Linked DNA regions of Hordeum vulgare: region 2 is linked to region 1. A link is a contact called in public Hi-C data. All regions are on one chromosome and are shown on one strand. The core of a region is the stretch at or near the end of the contact, and the rest is flanking DNA. Distances in the headings are between cores, read along the strand shown. Region 1 holds the start of LOC123401689. Region 2 holds the start of LOC123406339 (putative adagio-like protein 2).

Region 1 (6,237 bases), core at 3,636-6,135:
TTCAAAGAATTGACAAGAACCAAACACCTAATAAAGTAGCTGGTCATTTTCATGATGAGACACTTGGATATACATGGCAAAAAGAAAACAGGTACTAGGATGGTGGGATGGCGACGTTTTCTTTAACAGGAGGATCATGGCGGTTTTGAAAGCATCCTTTCGGTTATATGCAGGAATATTAATCAGGGCATTTAACGCAGAAAGTCAACATATCCACTTCGATGGGAATTTTTTTAAGAATTATTATGTAAATGCAAAACAATATTCAATAACTGTTAAGGTTTTTTATTTTATTGTATACCATGTAGAAGCAATAGGATCCAGTTGGTACATGTTTACCTGGCATATGCTGCATTTGATGTCATCTATGGCTGTTTTGTTTCCCTTTGCAGCAACTGGTCTATATAAACGCCTTCTGATACATTTCGCAAACTGTTCTTCAGAAAGAGCAGTACTTACGAATCCTATTCTCTCTTCTAATGCTAATAGTTCCTGTTCAGAAGAAGGAAACCCAAATGCCCCTTGAATAAAGTATATGCCGGAACTTGTCTCATGAATTATCAAATCATAAAGGGAGGGAGGAAGAATTCCTCAAAGAAACACACTACTGTAATGAATAGTCAGAACTAGACCTGACAAAAATAATACCTCATAGGACATGTTGTCAATATCCATCCGCATGTCGCTATGGTGGTCATGGGAGGTAAAGGCACCAAGTAACAGATTTGTCTCCAGTACCCGCAATTGCTGCTAACATGTTATCCATGTTCAGCGAAAAGGTAGACGGCAAGAAATTTACAACACATGACATCAAATTAACTAACCTCATAAGTAAGCTCAGCTTCTTGTTCAATCCTCTCCAGCACTAGCAATACCTACATATGCATACATAAGAAAGAAACACTTATACCACATCCATAGTCATAGTGCATAGTCTTTAGCAAAATCATTATCAAAATGATGGATTTAATCCTACATAAAACCTATCTACAAGAATAATACAACTGGAACAATATAGAAATGTGTTTTGGAAAAGGACCTCTGCAATGCCTTCCATGTTTATGCGTCTGTGGCCACCTCTTTCCCTCGCCAGACTGCGAAATGTTTGTGGGGGGCTTTGCTCAAAACGAGAGGTCGATGTTCTCCTGGCAGTCCGAGTACTCGATCCCTGACGACTAGATGAGTAAATTGCATGAGGTAGTTCCACAGAGACTGGTCTTATGGAGCGTTCTGAAGAACCCTCTTCCACAGAAAAATCAGCACCGACTGACTGTTGATTCCCGGCGTTAGACTCATTCAGATGAAGCACGGAATCCTCTGTTTCCTCGGACATCCTGAACCTAGTGTCTCGAGGAGAAGTCCGTCTTGTCCTTACTGATACTGCTGAATCCTGAATATTTCTGCTGCGGCTTCGTAATTTTTGTTGCCGAACTGATTCTTCGGTAGTTCTGATTCTGGGACCACTAATGCTAGGATATATTGTATGTGAATGACCTAAACTGGATGGTCCACTTATGAATCTTGATCTGGAAGAGCCATCCCCATCAGAAGCTCTCTTTCTCATAGCATCGAAGCTCATTCTATATACAGAATCAGATGAACATCCTGATGGCAGAACATCAGAGACTGAAGTGCAACCAAGGTTTTTAAGACCACGTGGTACACGTCTTTGTTCTCCACTAACAAGACCATATGATGGCTTTGCACCAACGGTGGGAATTCTAGGTATAGTAGGCTGATTACTAAATGACGAAGAGCAAGAATATCCAGGTCTGCCCAAATTCAATTCCTTATTCTTCTGTCTATGTGTTTCAGAACTTAGTGAGGCGCTCCTTATCAGGGATCCATCTGTATGTGCAGGTATACCTGAAGAACCAGCAGAATGTGAAACCTCAGGATCGGGTGCTATCAGTTCATCATCTTTGGCAGTTAATCCTTCTGTCTCAGTCTGTGGAGCATCTGAACCCTGATTCTCTACAATGGTTTTCTTACTACCCTCCAGACACCCGACATCGGACTTTCTTCTACTACTTTCAGCAACGTCAGCCCCTTCCAACAAAGTCTGCCTTCGCTTTTCCTCACCAAATTTTCTAAGGGGAAATTTCTTAGGAAATTTGGAAGAGCTTCCAGACATGACATTTGAGCTTGCATATTTATACGAGCCATGTAAATATCTGGGTCTCTCCTGATTATCAACCAGCCTGGTTTTCATAGGATTGACTCTTGAAGTGCGTCCCTGTACCTCAGTGTTCTGACTGATTGTCTCTTCAGGGCTTCGATTTATGCCTGAACCTCTCCTGAGAAACCCAATTGCTGTTCTGGATCTCCTACTTAAATACTCCTCCATGTAACCAGATGTCGCTAAATACCGAGAAGAAAAAAAATTCTCCGATGTCAAGTAGTTCTGTAACCACGATTTGCAAGGATCAATAAGAAATATAACCTGGACAACGAAAGCCAAGAAATGAATAAGCAAGAAAAAATGCAACAAATGAAACAGAGTATTGTGATTTCTGAATTACACTACAGTCATCGATAACGCTAATTGCAAAACGAGGCATAAGAGTGTGTCATGCCAGTAAATTCTCTCTACCGTGGGATCCCAATCAAATAGACAGAAATGAGCAAGACAAATACTAGACACCTAAAATATGAAACCGTGTGCGCATATATATTCATAAGAAGAAGCAACAAACTAAAAACTAGGTTGGCAAGTAGTATGCTCATCCTTGATTAATGTGCTTAGCCGAACACTTCCTCAGTCACTAAAATATTAGTAGTTCTTTCACGCTAAATTACAAAGAGCGTGTATAGAATATTCGCAGCAATGTGCAGGGCTGCAAGCTGAAACCTAGATGGTTTACTACAGAACTCCCCGGTCACACAAATCCAACAGGAGTAGCTGCACTTGAGGTCCCTAACTAATAGTATGACATGCTACTAAACAAGATCGTGATGTCATCAACAACCGTATAACGCAGACAATATTTCACAAGATAAGCTTAACAAAAGGGTTGGGTCCACGCCCCAAATATCATGACACGATTATTGGCTCCCTGACATCATTCGCCTATCCGCATCCTCCTACCAAGTGATTCCTCCGAGCCGTAAGCAAAGAGCACGCAAACCATCAGCACGCACCCACTAATCAGTTTTTTTAGTGAAAATAACCATGGAATTTTTACATAACTGCTAGTACTCCATTAAGAAATCCGTATAAACGGAACTGCAACTTCGTTCACGAAATGTTTTTTCTTGTGTGTGCGCGTACACATTTCTTTGCAAAAACTTTGCCCAAGAACAAGATACTTCGATCTCCTCTTGGCATTTCCGAACCTAAAATCCACAGTAACATCCATCTAAAAAAATTCATCCAAAAGAAAATCTACAGTAACACAAGCTGTTCACACCAACAACTAAGGCCCTGTTTGGAACCACCCAGATTATATAATCTGGTTTTTATAATCTATTGTATTTCCAAACAGGACAGTTTATATTGTAGATTTTATAAACTAGATGACCAGATTATTATAATCTCATAATCTCCTCTACCCCAGCTAAAATGAGATTATGGATTACAAATGACGTGTTATCCTTGTAAACTTCAAGTGAATTACGCAGTGCCACCGCCACTTTCCTATTTTTCCTTGTAAACTGAGGGCAAACATGCCATTGTACAATTTAAAAGCTGGTTTACAGTTTATATAATCTGGCCTCCAAACATGCCCACCTGGATTATTTTTATAATCTATGTTCATAATCCAGATTATTATAATCTATTATGGTTCCAAACAGGGCCTAAGTTGACAAGTAGTATGTTGATGTTTGATTGTTGTGCTTACCTAACTGCCCACAACGCTCCACCCAAGCACTTACTTTAGTCACCAAGATATTACCGTCCAGTTGTTTCACGCTAAATTACAAAAGAAGGATAGAATATTCACAGCAATGTGCAGGGCCGCATGCTGAATCCTACATGGTTTACTACAGAAGTCGACGGTCACAAAAATCAAAGGAGTAGCAGCACTTGGTTCAGTTCGCCAGACGCCCTAACTGTATTATGACATAAACAGGGTCTAGATGTCATCAGTCATCAGCAACAATCCTCTCCAAAAAACAACTTATGAAGCAGACAATATTTCTCAAGATGAGCTTGACAAAATGATTGGGTCCACGCCCCACATATCATGACACGATTATTGGCTCCCTGACATCATTCGCCTATCCGCATCCTCCTACCAAGTGATTCCTCCGAGCCCGTATGCAAAGAGCACGCAAACCGTCAGCACGCACCCACTAACCAGCTTTTTCTTAGAGGAAACAACCGCGGAAATTTCACATAACTGCTAGTGCTACTCCATTGAGAAATTCCTATAAGCGGAACTGCAACTTCACCAGTGAAATGGGTTTTTTCTTGCGTGGGCGCGTAAATATTACAGTATTTCTTAAGAAAAACCTTGGCATTTCCGAACCTAAATAAAATCCACGGTAACAAACATCTATTTTTTTCCCGTGAAAAAAAAACCCCACAGCAACAAAAAAAAACTGTTGACGCTGAAACCTGTCGAGATTGATTTCGCGAGGTTTTGGCACGCAACAGCGTCAGGAAGCAGAGAAGCCTCGAACGGAAACGAAAACGCGCACAGAACAAAATACTGGAACGGAGACACTGATGAGGCAGCAAACCAGGCGTACAGCGGCGGCGCATTCCGGTCCGGGAAGCCTCGGATCAGGAAGACGGAGAGGGAGCGCGCGAGCGCCGGCGGGGCCGGAATGGGAGGCCGTGCCTCGTGGTCGCGGCGGCGGGGCCGGAATGGGAGGAGACGGCGAGGAGGAGGGGAGGGTGTGGGTGTGGGGGCGCTTCCGGGCTCGGATTCCTTTCCTCTCCTTGCAGGATCCGAGGCGATTTAAGCCGAGTTTAACGAACGGGCCGGGTCGGGTCGGGTCGGGCGGGGCGTGGGGTGACCCGATCCATATTCCCCAGGGAGCGCCGAAGTGGGAATCCTACGGGCACCCACTTTGGAGGGTACCCCCACGTGTGCGTGGGGCGCTACGGTACACGGTTCGCGCGGAGTAGGCGTGCACGTGACGCAAACCGCAGGGGTTTGGTAGGCGCTCTGCTGGCGAGAGTACGTGCACACGAGTGGTTGCACGAGTTTTGTTTTTCCTTTTCTTTGAAATGGTGAAATCAGTACACGCCTGAACGTCCATCAGATCGTGCACTTGCCAATTCAGTTCGGGCATTTATTTACGGAGTATTTTATAATTTTTTGGAAAAAAACTTCCTATTTATCGATTCATTAGGTTCCCGCAACAAATCGAACGTCCAGTTTTTTAGCATGCCAAATCAAGAGATGACAAATTATATTATCGTCAGGATGTAATTTTCTTGAGCAACCATGACAAATCTTCGGTTTTGCTATTTTACAGTCAGTGTTTTTTAATTTTCTGTTCATCCGATCTGGCGCTAAGATTTGCGCTGAAAACTCTCGTTTTTAGACGCTGTGTATGCAGTACGTATTTTTCGACTTTAATAACTGTACTTCTTTAGTATTTACACTGTACTTCTTGATGATTTACACTCTACTTTTTTGGTATTTACAGTGTAAATTCATCCGTTTTTAAAGTGTAAGTTCATCAGTTTTCACAAGTGTAATTCTAGAAGATTTGGAGTGTAACTCGTGGGATCTATGATTGTAATTCGTGGGTGTTTTACAGTGTAACTTCATCAGTAAATACGTTGTAATTTTGTTTGTTCCACTGGTTTGACTTAAGTTGTTCTATTATTGGTTAGAAAACTTGAGTGATGCCCAATTCATTTTCAGTCAAATGTCAAATAGACACTCCTCAAATTTTTATCGTGAGGATGACAAATCTCCGTTGTCGATTAGAAGCATAGATCTATGCCACTACGGGCAGCTGTCCCGAACCCGATTTCGCGGCGGATCATCCCATGTCGGCGTATTCTTCCCATGGTTCCCCAGCCTGCCAATGTCACAGAGAAGGTACTTCGATGTGCGGCTACAGCCATAGGAGAAGTGGGCGTTGAGACTACGACTCGCGAAACCCACCCACGTATTTGGATTAGTCCCTACCAGTGTGCGACGCAGGCAATGTGGGCATGCGATATTTGGTGAGCGCTTCTCCATAACACGTCGGCGCGGCTCAACTTCCCCTTCAACGCCTGTGTGATAGATTTGGCGTCCATCAACCTCTGAATGGGCTCCACACATAAGG
Region 2 (6,515 bases), core at 3,881-6,380, 270 kb before region 1:
CCTGGAACGTTCAGTATTCTCCAGGTAGGTTTCTCTTCGGTCGGATCCAGGAGGTAAAGCTGTGAGGCGGAATGAAGACCTGCTACAGAGCCACCAAATATCATAATTCTCCCTCCGGGTAGGCTCACGGCAACATGATCAAGGCGAGGAGGCGGACCAACTCCAGCGGGGTTGCAGGCTCCTGGCATTCCGCTACCGGTGATGCACCGCCATGACGGTACAGCATCACTCAAGTCCATTGTGAATACATCGCCAGACCTGAGTCGCAAAGGGCCGCTTTTGGCAAGACCACCAAACATCAGGATTTTCCGGCCATCGTAGACAGAGAGTGAGTGGCCCAACCTAGAAGGTGGAGTCCAAGGTGCAGGTATCTCCCTCCAAACAGGCCTTTCCATTGTTACATCTAAGAGATGAGTGTCGCTGAGAAGCACACCAGAGTCGGCACAGCCACCAGAAACCACCAGCTTCGATCCATCCATCGTGCAAGAGCTATGCCATGACCGTGGAACTGGTGGTGTAAGGCCAAAAATCTCACGCCATGTAGGATGTTTTGCATCCAAATCCAAAATAAACACATCATTGAGCAACCCCTGGCCGCCACATCCACCAAACAGAACCAACAGCGATCCACTTAGGCATGACAGGGTATGGCCCCAGCGGCCAGGAGGAGCCAACCCCACATTGACGTGCCTCCACTCTGGCTTGGTCGCACTCAAATCCAGCACAAATGTATCATTCATCGGCTGTGCGTTAACGCCTTCCCCACCGAAAAGGACAACCCGGTTTCCTACAGCACAAGCACTGAAGTTGCAGCGAGATGGCTCCACTGTACCCCCGATCGTCAATTTCTTCCAGGTGACGGCTTCCAGTGTAGTCAACTCCCTTGCTAGCCGTCCCCATGCCAAACTTTTTGTGCCAGCCACATTCTCAAGAGCCCGAGTTGCATCGTTGCCCCATGCATTCTGACAAACCATTCTCCAAAGGTGATCATTCTTTGTCATATGATACAAACGTTTACATACGGAGTTTACAGATGCTATATCCCTCGGTGACAATCTTGATAGGATCTTCTGGCACAATACCTCATCACTCAGTTGGAAGAGATGAGAATACTCAGAGCAAAAGTTACCCTTCCCTGTTGGAGTTGGTCGGAGTGTGTTATCTGGTGCAATCCATAGCGATCTCACAGCTTCCTTTGCCATAGAGCCAGGCAAAGGCCCCAACTCAACATTACAATCGTTGAAGAACTGAATGCCCATATAATGGGTTATTGTTTCATCATCTCCATATATGGGCTTTAGTTGCAGACTCGTCATAAACGGGGAACCATCTTTCCTAAAATTCAGCAGATCACCCTGGAACTCAGTTCCTTCCTCTAAGCATCTCTGAATCTCAGTAACTACTATAGCATCAACAAGGGGATGTCTCCTCTGAGCAAATGGTCCTCTGCATTGCAAAAAACGGCTGCAAAAAAAAAAAGTAAACAATTGTCAATAGGAGAGGTAAGTTCGGCAAAGTAAAATGACGAATGTAACGTGTTCGACTAAGTTGCATGATAGCTCAAAATCGAAATCAAACATTCAGAAATTGACCAAATATATTACATCAGCAAAGATGAAATGTATCTTGGTGTTGTTAGCTCAACTCTACGTATTTCTTTTATTTCTGTCCATGATGGCATGATAAGTAATAACATCAGCAAAATAAGTTATGTTCAGGAGCTCCTCACAACTTCACTATTCAAGACCCAAAAATTGAGTTGCATTAACTACTTTAGCCCCCATATACTGAAGACCACCATTAGTTCAGCCACCTCTACCAAAAGCTCCCATTATTATCTTTCATAAACAACATAGGAGTGCATATGTGTATCCAGACAACTTCTAAACAGCTGTTGTAGTAGAACAGTGTACAGCGCTGAACGATCTAATGCATTCTGTTTACACCTTCCTCTAAAACATCTGATGTTCATCCAATCCCCCCTCGTTGCACGCGCACACACATAACTTCTAAAAAAACTCTTGTAAATCAGAAAGAGAGCCTTTAACCAAATACTCGTACTAGTTACTGTTCTGGCATTTACATTGACATTTCATTATTTCAATTTATTCTAACAAGAAAATTATTTTTGAGAACATTATGATGTTTTGTCAAGTGAACACCGTTTCATTAACATATAGTCACATCTCTCAAACATGATCAACCACAAACTGATCGTTTTCCTTTCTGCACGGTTTTGTTAAATAATAATTAGACCTGATGCTAAATCGGTGATCCTCCTTACTGCTTCTCCACATAGCATAAGATTTCAAACCTAAGACAGCTGACTAGCTAAATTTTTAATCTTAGACCACACTTCTAGCAAAACAAAACAAAAACTGATTGAATTAACTTTTTTTTCAAAATAGGTCACCAACCAGGAAAGTACTATTAGAGAACGTGCAAATAAGATTAAAGGTAGTGTTAAAAAAACAAGAGTTACTTTATAAAAACCACAAACATTCTAGTTATTTCACACTATTTCACCTCAAATAGGGTTACACCCTAATAAAAAGCAGGCAGGTTCTATCCTAAATCAATTTCCAATGAATAATCAACAGCAGCGCAACACCTTAAGACAAAGATAACTCATTGTAGAAGTGCATGTGCAACCATACACTAACTAACTAGTTATTTTTGTTGTTGGAGGAGATGAGCAGATAGACAGCTAACCAACCACATATCACTACAATTGTTAGTCTGGTCTCTTTCTGATGTTCTTACAGTGCTGTTTTAAGTAATTAAGATTTAACAGCATGATTCTAGTTGATGTTTTTTTTGTGTCAACAAAGCCCTTAACTGGACTGAAATACTTTGGACTCCTAACTTCGATATGGCCTCCTTTAGTGTTCTCTGTGGGGAGCTAGATGCATGTTCCTGGAGACTCAGAGCAGAGCTAGATGTGTGTATCTCTTTCAATGAAATTCATCTAATATAAATCACTGAGAAGTAAGTGTTAACGGGCCCAATTGCAGTGCAGCACAAACAAACGGTGAGCTCGTGTCTCTCACTAACCATCTGCTTCATTTGACACTGATGGTGATACCAGCACCAAACAGAATATAGTTACTACTATACGCTGACCAATTTTGCAAACCAAAATTGAACTACTAGCTCCTTTTTTTGTTCCATTAAATCACTTTTAATCCAGTAACTACTATTAGCAGCATGTACTAAGATCCCCACAAAACATAAACCAACTTCCTTTCTAAAAAAACATAAACCAACACCACCCACGCACCCATGGCGCGTCGCCAAATCTTGGATTTGCCACACGCCCAAACCGTAACTAATATACTCTGACTCCTAACTACAATATGGCCTAGATGTATGTTCTTAAATCCATCTAATATAAAGCACTGAAAAGTAAGTGTTCTATGGGCCCAATTGCAGCACAAACAAACGGTGAGCTGGTATCTCTCACTAACCATCTGCCTCATTTGACATTGATGGTGATATCAGCACCAAACAGAATACAGATACTAGTATATGCTAACTAATTTTGCCAACTAATATTGAACCTACTAGTTCCTGCTCTTTGTTCCACTAAATACATTTTAATCCAGTAACTAGTATTAGCAGCATGTACTCATATCCCCCACAAAACATAAACCAATACCACATACACACCCATGGAGCGTCGCCAAAGCTTGAATTTGCCGCATGCCAAAACCGTAACTGATATACTCTGACTCCTAACTTCGATATGGTCTTCCTTAACTGTTCTCAGTGGGGAACTAGATGCCTAGATGGCCAAGATGTATGTTCTCAAATCCATCTAATATTAAGCACTGAAAAGTAAGTGTTCTATGGGCCCAATTGTAGCACAAACAAACGGTGAGCTTGTGTCTCTCGTTAACCACCTCCCTGATTTGACACTGATTGTGATATTAGCACCAAACAGAATATAGATACTAGTATACACCTAACTAATTTTGCAATCAAAAATTGAACTGCTAGTTCCTGCTCTTTGTTCCACCAAATCACTTTCAATCCAGTAACTGGTATAAGCGGCATGTACTCAGATCCCCCACAAAATATAAACCAACAACACCCACGCACGCATGGCACGTTGCCAAAGCTCGAACCCACAGCACAACCAAGCCGTAAGTAATACTCCGACTCTTAAGTATGATATGGCTTCTTTACTGTTCTCAGTGCCAGTGGGGAGCAAGATGTATGTTCTCAGTGTGGAGCTAGATGTATGCATCTCCTTGGTCGAAATCCATCTAATATAAAACACTGAAAAGTAAGTGTTCTACTGGCCCAATTGTAGCACAAACAAACGGTGAGCTCATCTCTCTCAATAACCATCTCCCTGATTTGACACAGATGGTGATGAATCACCAAACAGAATAGATATACTAGTATCCGCCTAACTAAATTTGATTGCAAACCAACTGAACTAGTGGTTTCCTGTTCTATGTTCCACTAAATCAGTTCCAATCGGATAATAACTAGTATATTATAATAAGCAGCACGCAACTCAGATCCCCCACAAAAGCACTAACCAACACCGCCCGCGCCACGGCCGTCCAAAGCTCGAATTCGCCGCGCGCAGAGCGCGTAACCACCCGCAGAAGGCAAAATCGGCGGGCCGAGAGGTAGAGAGGGGGGTCACTCACCAGTTCCTCCCGAGCACCTCCTCGGCGTGGTAGCCGGTGGCGTCCTCGAAGCCGCGGTTGACGTAGATGATGGGGAAGTCGGGCTCGAGCGCGTCGGACACGACGAGGCCGCAGGCGCCGCCGAGCACCCCCTCGATCGCCAGCGAGAACCCGCCGCCGCCCCGGCACCCATCCGCGCCCCACGGCCCGACCCCCTCCTCCTCCTCGTCCTCCTCCCCGCTGCCGTCCGAGTCGCTGTCCCACTCCATGGCCCGCCGGGAATCCCCCACCTATCCCATCGCTCGCTCGCTAGGGTTGGCTCCTCTCTCGCTCGCTCTCTGCTCCGCTGACGCCGCTGCTGCTGGGGAAAAGTGGGAGTTCGTTGGGGGATTCGATTTAAATAGCCGGATTTAATCTGGGGCGAGGGAGGAAGAAGACGAAGCAACGAGTGGACGATGCGCGGGGGCGGGGGCGGGGGCAAGTGGAGGGAGGACGACGAGAGGACGTGCGGGGTTTGGTTTGTGGGGGCGGGGGAGCGATCTCGGCCGTCCGTGCGAGGGGGTGGACGGCGGTGATGTGAGGTTTGGGCCGGCGTGCGCTGGCCGGTGGCTCTCTCTGGCCACTCCCGCTGCGCTGAGCGCAAGGGACGGGGACAGCGTGGTGCGACCGGATGGCTCGGTGCTGCTCTTTTCCTTTTAGAGGGCGTCTGCTGTATCACACTCACTCCAATTCCATGAAATGCTATTAGTTGGTTTTATATTTGTAATTTTTTTAATGATTTTTGGATTTATATCGAGATGGAGAGGTGAGTTTGGACCGAGTTGGAAGTGACGGTGGAGACGATGTGGCGGCAAGGATGAAGATTCACGGTGCCGGGGGGTAGAGGCCGCCGGTTGGGCTAGGTGGGGGGACGGATCACCCGAGGTAGAGCTGGCGGTTTACGAAAAGGATAAAGTCTATTGGATTCCAGGCTCGTCCAAATCAATTGTGTTTTGGTGTATTTTCAGGCGACTGCCGTATATGCAGCCTCCTAACGTTATTCTGTAGCGTGCAAAATATGAAATATGACTTCTTCTAAGCTACTAACCTCCAGCGAAATGAAGCTCTCTCATGCGTCGGTCTTGTTGGGGCTTAGAGCATCTTCAGCCGTTGAGCCCCACGGTGGCCCGAAATAGCACCGTCTGGGGATCGGCCGGCACTAAAAATGACCCGGGGGGGGGGGGGGGGGCTCGGCTTCCCAACCGCCGCTTTCGGCCTAGTTTCGACGCAAATTTCGTCCACTTTTGGCCCATTTTGTATTTTTCAGTACAAATTGAACAACTACATTTATTTATTATCACGTAGTTCATCACAGAAATCAATACAAATCAAAAAATAGTTTAACAAGCCAATACAAATCAAAAATTAAACTAGGGGTTGCCCTTGAGTCTCCATAGGTGCTCCACCAAATCGTGGTGCAATTGTTGATGCACCTGTGGGTCTCGGATCTCCTGACGCAAATTGAAGAAGGCAGTCCAGGTTGCTGGTAGCTCGTAATCAACTTGGGTAAGAGGACCTTGCCTATAATATGGTTCGGTGTCAAACACTGGCTCCTACTACTCGCTCTCAATGATCATGTTGTGCAAGACAACACAGCAAGTCATGACTTCCCACATTTGATCTTTTGACAAAGAATCCCCCACTCCAAGGAAATCCCCCACCTGTTAGGGCATATTTATGCCTAAGTAATTTTGGTGATTGATGACAGTACCGTAAAGGACTAATCGTGTGCATTAAGCTTTCAGATAATACATGTCAACGGCACAAGACGATTCGGCACCCTCCGTGGAACAGAAGCACGATGTCCTCTACGATTCTCTTGGTCGTTGAGTC

Evidence for each region. A called contact is a pair of places that touch in the nucleus more often than the background predicts.
Region 2: a Hi-C map of leaf shows a contact between it and region 1, with 6 times the contacts expected there. The contact joins the promoter of LOC123406339 here to the promoter of LOC123401689 in region 1. A contact is called at or near these places in 4 of 6 Hi-C or Micro-C datasets (leaf and seedling) and 1 of 1 datasets of contacts at active chromatin or transcription factors (embryo).

The regions. Positions count from the first base shown.
Region 1 is chr6H:67,647,384-67,653,620 of MorexV3_pseudomolecules_assembly, reverse strand. It overlaps LOC123401689, which reads right to left and starts at 4,885. Exons shown (of 6, transcript XM_045095534.1): 1 at 4,696-4,885; 2 at 1,040-2,443; 3 at 825-875; 4 at 649-747; 5 at 340-492. The coding sequence starts at 2,347.
Region 2 is chr6H:67,920,046-67,926,560 of MorexV3_pseudomolecules_assembly, reverse strand. It overlaps LOC123406339 (putative adagio-like protein 2), which reads right to left and starts at 5,130. Exons shown (of 2, transcript XM_045099836.1): 1 at 4,665-5,130; 2 at 1-1,464. The coding sequence starts at 4,912.